Linked DNA regions of Triticum aestivum: region 2 is linked to region 1. A link is a contact called in public Hi-C data. All regions are on one chromosome and are shown on one strand. The core of a region is the stretch at or near the end of the contact, and the rest is flanking DNA. Distances in the headings are between cores, read along the strand shown. Region 1 holds the start of LOC123122971 (probable xyloglucan glycosyltransferase 9). Region 2 has its middle 19 kb from the start of LOC123125609.

Region 1 (3,852 bases), core at 1,196-3,695:
AAGTGGCCGTATGCATCGCCCAGATGCAGAGGCCGGGGGTCATCCTCCTTTTCTAAAAAAAATTGCAGTGTGCTGAAGGCAAATGATGACAAAGCATTTTCAAAGTGTAACCTAAGCGACCGCCACAAAATGCGAGAAGCGCATGCTGAATTGGGTGTTTACATACTCTCAATTCTCAATTCAAAAGAAATAACATTTCAGAGTTTTCGCCAGCAATTTTAATATTAGTGGAGCACGTCTCACCTGCCACATCTTAGTTAGGTTATAGCACTATCTAAATTGTAGTCCATTCTGCTTAGGTGCAAGAAAAAGAGCATAACAACACCTTGGACTTGATGATGTCCGGTATGCAAAGCCTGAATAGCTGCATTGGACCGGAATGCCACCGATGTTGCTGCTTCCTGTAAGCCTCGTATGACTCTGGCAGTTCACATTGGCACTGTCACATTAAGACAAAACATTTCAGCTCAATTGAAATGGTCAGCACAACTGTCAAACATACAATTCAGATGAAATTGTTCATTATACAATACCTCGACATCGTTCAGGAAGATAAACTTCCAGCCATGGAGATGCGCCCGAACCGCAATGTCCATATCCTCCACTGTTGTCCGCTCCATCCACCCGCCGGACTCCTCCAGCGCCTTGATCCTCCACACGCCGGCCGTGCCATTGAACCCAAAGAAGTTTAAGAAGACACCATTCACCTGCTGCTCCACCTCAAAGTGGAAGCAAAGATTGATGTTCTGCAACCGAGTCAATAAGTTCTCATCCTTGTTCACAAACGACCATCTCGCTTGCACCAGCCCCAATTCATCATTGTCCTGAAAACAGCAAAACAATTGACAAATCAGAACTGGAATCCTAAAACCATGAACGATTGGTAACAATATAAGTAGTAGTACAAACATTCCCCTGAATCTACCTTGAAATGTGGCACAGTGCGCTTTAAAAAGTCGGGGTTTGGTTGGAAGTCAGCGTCAAAGATGGCAACAAATTCGTAATCCTTGACGTAGCTGCAGGCCATGGCCGACTTGAGGTTCCCGGCCTTGTACCCGTCCCTGAGCACGCGGTGCCGGTACAGAATCCGGGCCCCGGTCTGCTGCCACTTCGCGACCTCCTCCCTGATGAGCGACTGCGTCGTCGGGTCGTCGGAGTCATCTAAAACCTGAACCAAGAAGTTGGACCTCGGCCAATCGAGGTTGCAGACGGCCGCAATTGATTGCTGATACACCTGCACGACGAACAATGGCTGGTTACGAGGCTGCGAATTTGGAAAGGGGATTAATGGTGCGGCTTGAGAGCGAGCGACACTGACCTCTTTCTCGTTGCACATTGGTATCTGCACGAGCACCATGGGGTAGTAGCCGGCGTCGGGGTCCTCGGCGTCCGGCAGCGCCGGGGACTTGAGCCTGGGCTTGATGCGCTTCACGGTGATGTAGAAGCTGCCGAGGCACTGGATGAGGCGGTCGGCGCTCTGGATGAGGAAGAGCACGACGCAGGCGTCGGTGAGGAACTGGAGCAGCGGCGCGAGGTAGGCGGCGCGGAGGCGCAGCCAGGAGGCGTAGAGCGACTCGACGCCGATAATGGGGAGGGCCAGGGCGGAGGCGGCGAGGTCCCAGCCGTGGAAGCGCGCGGCGAGCTCGACCGCGAGGAGGAGCAGGGAGAGGAGGAGGAAGGCCCTAATGAAGGCGTAGAAGCGGGAGCGGAGCACGGGGCTCTCGCCCGCCGAGCCGGGCGTGGCGCCGGCGTCGGCATCGGTGCGGCCGTCGGCCACGCGGCGCCTGGCGGCGGCGCCGAGGGTGACGGCCGCGGAGGCCAGCGAGGCGAGGCAGCCGGCGGCGCGGTGCGCCTTGAGGAGCAGCACCCAGGTGATCTGTTTGGCGTTCTTCCCGCGGCCGCCCTTGCGGCGGCGGGCGGCGCCGGCGCCGGAGACGAGGAAGTCCTCGTCCTCGGCGTCCTCCGGGGAGATCTCGGAGATGGACCAGTTGGGGTTCTCCATCTTGACCACCACCGGCGTGCCCCGGTAGGCACCGGCGCCGGCGCCGGCCCTAGCGCCCCATAAGCCGGTCCACGGCGCCATGAATGGCCGGTCCGAGAACCCAACCCCCGCCCTCCCTCCGGCCAAGGGCCTGGGCCTTTCGTTCCCCCCGCCCCCAAATTAGGCGCCCACTCTACCACACACTATTCCTGGCCCCCGGCGCCCCTTCCTTCCTCCCTCCTTTCCACCCCTCCGACTCGGACTCCACCACCGCCGCCGCCGCCGCGCCCCAATCTACTACCACCTCAAGACTCCACTGTGCGAGTGCGCAGCTCACTCCACTGCCATTAGAGCTTTAAGAAGAAGAGGGGGGAGGGCGGCGGGCAGAGGACGAGGAGGGACGGGCTGGGAACAGCTCGACGCGTCTCGAGAGACAGACAGAGGGAGAGAGATCGGCCCGGCCGTGGGGGCAAATATTTTACGGCGCTTCCTTCCTTTGTCTTTCCCTGCCTTAATTCCCTTTTACTTCGCCGCATGTCCTTTTTTTCCCTAATTTATTTATTTACCTTCCTTCGTACTCCTGCTGCTGCTGCTGCTACCGGAGATAATTACGGTGAGAAATTCACGCGTTTCCTGTGGTTTGGCTTCCGGGTGGGATCCATCATGCAATTGCATGGTACCGACCTCGGCTTTACCCTTTGGCCCGTGCTTTCGAACAAGATAAAGCCTGTGCATGTTTCAACTTTTTGTTTAACTAGCAAAAGGCCGTTGCGATTGCAACCGAAGAAAATAATACCACATGCTCTTAATTTAGAAAAAAAAAGTTCTATAATCTGAGTACTTGTAGCTACGAACCAAACAAAAATGGTCTTTGCCTACAAAAGGGCAAGTTCAAGATTCCACATGTCTTTGTAGATTTAATACGTACAAAGAAACAGGCAAGTGATCTTCAATTTCGTCTCTAATTCTGATTTTGCTGAGATGTTCATCCACAATCCGGATCAGTACCAGTATGAAAAAAAGACGAATAATGCACTGTTTATTAAGATTGCATCCTGGATAGTATTTTTTAAATGGTTAACAGGTAAAATAACATCATATTAAGATGGTGACTGCTACGGATCAGCCGGATGATTTCCTTCCTAGAGAAATCATCCGCCTGGCCGGCCGTTCGATTAGGTGCATGTGACCCATCCGATTAGAGCAACCCAGCCCACCATCGTCCTTCTCCTCTCTTGTATTGCATCCACCAGCTGCGACACCCACCTCCGCAACGACGATGATGCAAAGAGAAAACCGGCGACTGCAGCGCCGTCACACCCACGCCGACGAGTGCACGCAGCTCCTAGAGCCGCCGGCGACCGCTGCATCGCAGCACCGGGAGCCACCGGAACTGCTCCATTGCAACACCGAGCTCGCCGCCGCGCCAAGCTTCATTGCAACTCCGGCGGGAGCTTCATTGCAGCTCCGACGGAGTCCATTCCATCGCCATCGCAGCTTCAACGACTCCGGCGGCGCTCCATTGCAGCTCCGACGGAGTCCATTCCATCCCCATCGCAGCTTCAACGACTCCGGCGACGCTCAACTGCAGCTCAGCGCGGCGCGAGCGTTGCATAGCAGCACCGCGGCAAAAACCATTCTGGCTTCTGGCCAATAGCACCGGAGAGCGCAGCACCTTAGCACGGGTGCGCCCTGCAGCGTCGCTCCCCAACCCGGATTGCAGCGCCAGCGAGCGTTGCATCATAGCTGCGCTGCACCAACAAAAAGCGTTGCATAGTAGCACCGCGGCAACAGCCATCTGAGCTTCACACGGGTAGCGCGGCGAGTGTTGCGCAGCGCCGGTGCGTGCTATGGCGTCGCTCCACCAATGG
Region 2 (4,222 bases), core at 73-2,572, 36 kb after region 1:
GGGACGAGACCGCCGGGGCGACAGCAGCGCATGCATTTAGGGCCATTTAAATAAATTAACCGACGAACATGTGTAGTGCAGTGCAGTGCAGTGCATGGACCATCGACACTGTCCTCGTCCGGTTTTGAAAGCGTTTCAAAAGCTTTTGCGCGATGTTTGGCAGATTCATCGCTTCCTTTTCCATGTCGAGATCAACATATCTTAGAATTTTAATGGCTCGGCTCGGAAATGGGGTGCTACGCGCGACGGCCGCCAGGTTTGAACCTGTTTTTCCATTCTAGTACTAGTATATATAGTGTAGCTACTCCCCACGAGGCTCGTGGTCGGATTAACGACACCCCCTGGCTTCAGTTCCCGGAGCGGATGACAAAAGTTCAGAGAGACAAAGGCATGTATGTATGTCGGCCAAGTTCGAGTGAGTAACACAAGGAAGGACATCTGTTCTGTTTGAAGCACGTTCATCTGAAAACCCGCCCCGGATGAGATGAGCACTGATGAGTGATGACTGTTCTTGACTTCACAGCGCACACGTTCAAGCAGGAGTATATATGTTTATGCAAACAGGCGCCCAAGATTCTTTCCTGTGCTGGCGGATCTCTTGTCAAAACTGGCAACTTCCCGCTCCCGGCGCCGGATTAGGCAAACCAGCTGCGTTGCGAGAACCAGTGAAACGCGCGCGGCATGGGAGTGACCCTGTGATGGTACGCCGGAGCTGTCGTGGCTAGCGTCCAATCTCGATCGGGGTAGCCCACGCTGGCGTCCCTGGAGTCGCGGGAAGGCGCATGTGGGTGATGTGAGGTCGGCCGCAACTCTAGCTGATGCCGCATCTTCTTTTGTGATCTTGTCACTGGACTGGACCATGTTTTTGTGTAGCTTTTGCCTTACGTGCGTGCGCTCCACATCTACGACGAGACGATGATGCGTCTGGCCGAGCGGCCGGAGGGGCTCGTCTGGCACTGGCTTCGGACGGCGCCATGCCATGTTTGCTAGCGCAAACGGGTGACAAAGTCGACATGTTTCACTCGACCTCTCCTCGTGCTTTCAGGGCATGGTATGTGCTTAGACTTGCACTAATGCACTCTGACTGTATAATGCCGGAATACCCGACAAACGCTCAAATGAGTAGTAGTAGCACGTACAAGTGGTCACGCAGATGGTAACAGTGGCACGTACTACAAACAAACAACCTTATCTCGCTTTCATTTGTTTATTATTAAGAGGGCGGCAGCTGAACCGGAAGGCGGGCGTACGTGCGTGCGTGCCTGTCACCAACGCGCCACATGCAGGCCAAATCGGCATTTACCCGGCGGACCACCCGCGCTGTCCTCCTGTCGTCTCGTCGCCTCTCCTCTCCTCTCCTGTGAGGTCGGTCGGTCAGGTCAGCCACGTTCGGTTCGACCCCGGGACGGGACCCTTCGAGCCTACCTCGCCGACCGCCGCGATCTCTGCTTGATTCCCGGCCCACCGCCGCCGCGCCGACCCAGCCCCGTTGACGAGCCAGGTTAAGTGGTTGCCTTGCTGCTTTCACCGTTTTGGGCAAGGGGGTGCTCGTAATACGTAATAACATATACCTCTGCGAATAGTTAACGAGAAAGAACACACTTGTGCACCGGGTTCGAGGCCGTGGTTCCTGGAATGTTTTTCGAGCCAAGACACGAGCGCATGTGCTAGCTTAGACCAGCCATAGTAACATGCCCATGTTACCACTCTATGTTACTACCTCCATAGTGTAGTAACATGTCCATATTACTACTCTATGTTAGTACCTTCATAGTGGTAACATGCAACACTTTATTTATTAGACTATAGACACATTTTGCCTTGATATGTGTGATGTTATTCATACTACTAGTAACTAGCTATGTTATCACACGTCTCTCTTTCTTCATTTATTGCTTGCGACATCATCTATTTTATCTAGATATGTGTGATGTTACTACCTATGTTACTCCCACTGTGGGTAGCCTTAGCTGGGCATGAAGCCATGAATGCAGGTGTTGATGGTTAACGGAATCCACGTGCCCTCTTGCTCTTGGGCTAACCTAACAAGGCCGATGCTAGGTACTACTCCTACCAAGCATCATCAATTTGTGATGGTACACGCGACCGGACGCGAGAGGCAACAACCGTTCTCTTCCAAACGACCTGATGCATGGGCGAATGATCTTTGCATTGTTCGGTCCATTTTGGGCGGCACCATGCAGACAACGAGCAGAAGCTCCCGTTGCGGTCGCTGTCCGTCGCGAACGCGTTCGTTCGTCCAAGCAACCTGCCGCGTGGGAGAACGATTCTCGTTCCGTTGCTCGGTCCATTCGAGGGGGCGCCTGCCTCTCAACCTGAGCCTGAAGACAACCGAGAGGAGCTCGACGGCGTCCCGACGTAGTCACGTCGACGTAACGCGGCACAGACGAGAGGTGGCGGCACCGGGAGAGGTGCTGGGACGCCGGACGGGGCGGAGAGGGAGAGGTCGATGGTCGGTTGACACGCGCGCGCCCACGGGCTTCACAGTGATTCCGTTACGGATCCGCCGAGCTGTTGGCCATCGCCGGGACCCCTGGCTGGCTGGCTGGCTGGTGAATCGCGGCATTGATCAGAGGTGTCAGGCGGATCGTGGATTCGCGAGACGCGTCGCCTCTCCCGTGCTGTGCCTGTGCGTGCATGCAGATGAAGGGGCGGGGTGGACGGACGCGGAGAGGGACCAGCGCTTCTTTGTTTCACGGTCGGCTTGGTTGGCCGGCAGAGTTACGCTTCTCGTGATATTTTTCATATGCTGCTTTTTTTTTCATATGCTGCTACTTGTTGGAAAGTTCTCAACTGCACGCGAGCTCTAAACAGGAAATTCGATTTAACGAAAAAAAAAAGTTCTTAAATTTTCTTGGGCAAACTTTAACAAATGTTTTGAGAGCTTGCCAATTTTCATGTTGAAATGGCATTCGTAAGTCGCGGCAAAAATAAAATAAAATCAGCACACCAAAATGCTTTTGAAAAATGGCATTTTTGGAGCATTGATTTTTTTGCCACGGTTCCAAGAATGTGATTTCATGATGAAATTTTGCAAGCACTCAGAACATTTGTCAATGTTTCACACAAAAAAATCTGAATTTTTTAATATGATTTTACTGTTCATCTGAGCTCATTTGTGCTCGAGCTAAGAATAGCTGTGTAACTCGTTTTGTTATTTTGGACCTTTTGTTTGTGGCGAGGTGGAACCGTGCAATATGGGAATACGCGGATAATGTTGTAAGATGTTTATTTAGTTTTCTGGTGATAGGAAAGTTCTTATGTCAGAAGAATATCCACACCCTTGATGAACTAATCTTTTGTTCTGGATTTTTTATCTATTATATATGATCTAATCACCTAGAGGATCACAGCTTAATTTCATCATTCCAAATATGAAGTTGCTTTACCACACATACCGTGTGGTCTTGATGAACTAGTCGTAATCGATGTATTCTTTCTTTTGCGAAAATTGTACCTTTTGTTTTCAAAGCAACGGTCTACCACGTCAATTTCTATTAGAGAAACCACCAAAAACTACATAGTTCAGTACATCTATGTAAACAAAGAAAAGAAAAACCGCTGCCAACCTTAAGCAAGGAAACATATCTCCAAGCTGCTAGGCCCTAAATCCCAAGACAAAAGTTCTCCGTTCAAACATAAACAGATTGGTACAAAAGCAGAAAACGCACGAGTAATCTGAACTTTCGAAAACACATTTTATTATAAATGGGTTGAATGTCCACTCCATTATGGTTTGTATGCAATAATTATTATTACTTACTATTGTTTCATCTAACTAAAATTTAACAAGAAAAGGTCTAATATGTAAGCCTAACATTGACAAGCAGTACTGGTTAACCTGTTGTGACATTAACTATAAACTAAGTACATTTTAAAATATGCAGCTGCCTAGCTCACACCTTGTTGTAGATAAAAGTCAATGATTCTAAAACTTAAATCTTAGTTACCCGAGCTTAGCCATAATATTATATTTTAATGTATGATGCATGCTTTGTTTGTAGGTTCGACAATTGTATATTTTTTCATGGTCTACTTGGCGTACTATTTTGGTGGAGTATAATGTGCTCTCCTTTTGTGTTCGTCTTCCGTAAACGCCTCCTCTACTGCTTTTGTTCTTCTACAAATTTTTATGGTTACTGTCACTAGACCTGCCACCACAATTGACAACCCATATTTTCATAACGTCACCACTTTTCAT

Evidence for each region. Hi-C and Micro-C count contacts between places; a contact is called where the count stands out from the background.
Region 2: a contact with region 1 is called in a Hi-C map of leaf, with 2.3 times the contacts expected there. The contact joins the enhancer-like site here to the promoter of LOC123122971 in region 1. A contact is called at or near these places in 2 of 5 Hi-C or Micro-C datasets (both in leaf).

Annotation. Positions count from the first base shown.
Region 1 is chr5D:480,997,539-481,001,390 of IWGSC CS RefSeq v2.1, forward strand. LOC123122971 (probable xyloglucan glycosyltransferase 9) reads right to left here and starts at 2,446. Exons shown (of 5, transcript XM_044543359.1): 1 at 1,319-2,446; 2 at 926-1,234; 3 at 534-824; 4 at 326-439. The coding sequence starts at 2,083.
Region 2 is chr5D:481,035,104-481,039,325 of IWGSC CS RefSeq v2.1, forward strand. No RefSeq gene overlaps it. Among protein-coding and RNA genes, the nearest start is that of LOC123125609, 19 kb to the right of the region's middle. Within about 2 kb of position 1,323, at least 5 of the 8 cell types and tissues checked have an H3K27ac peak or open chromatin away from gene starts, as enhancers often do. A contact at or near this core is called in leaf, where this site is marked.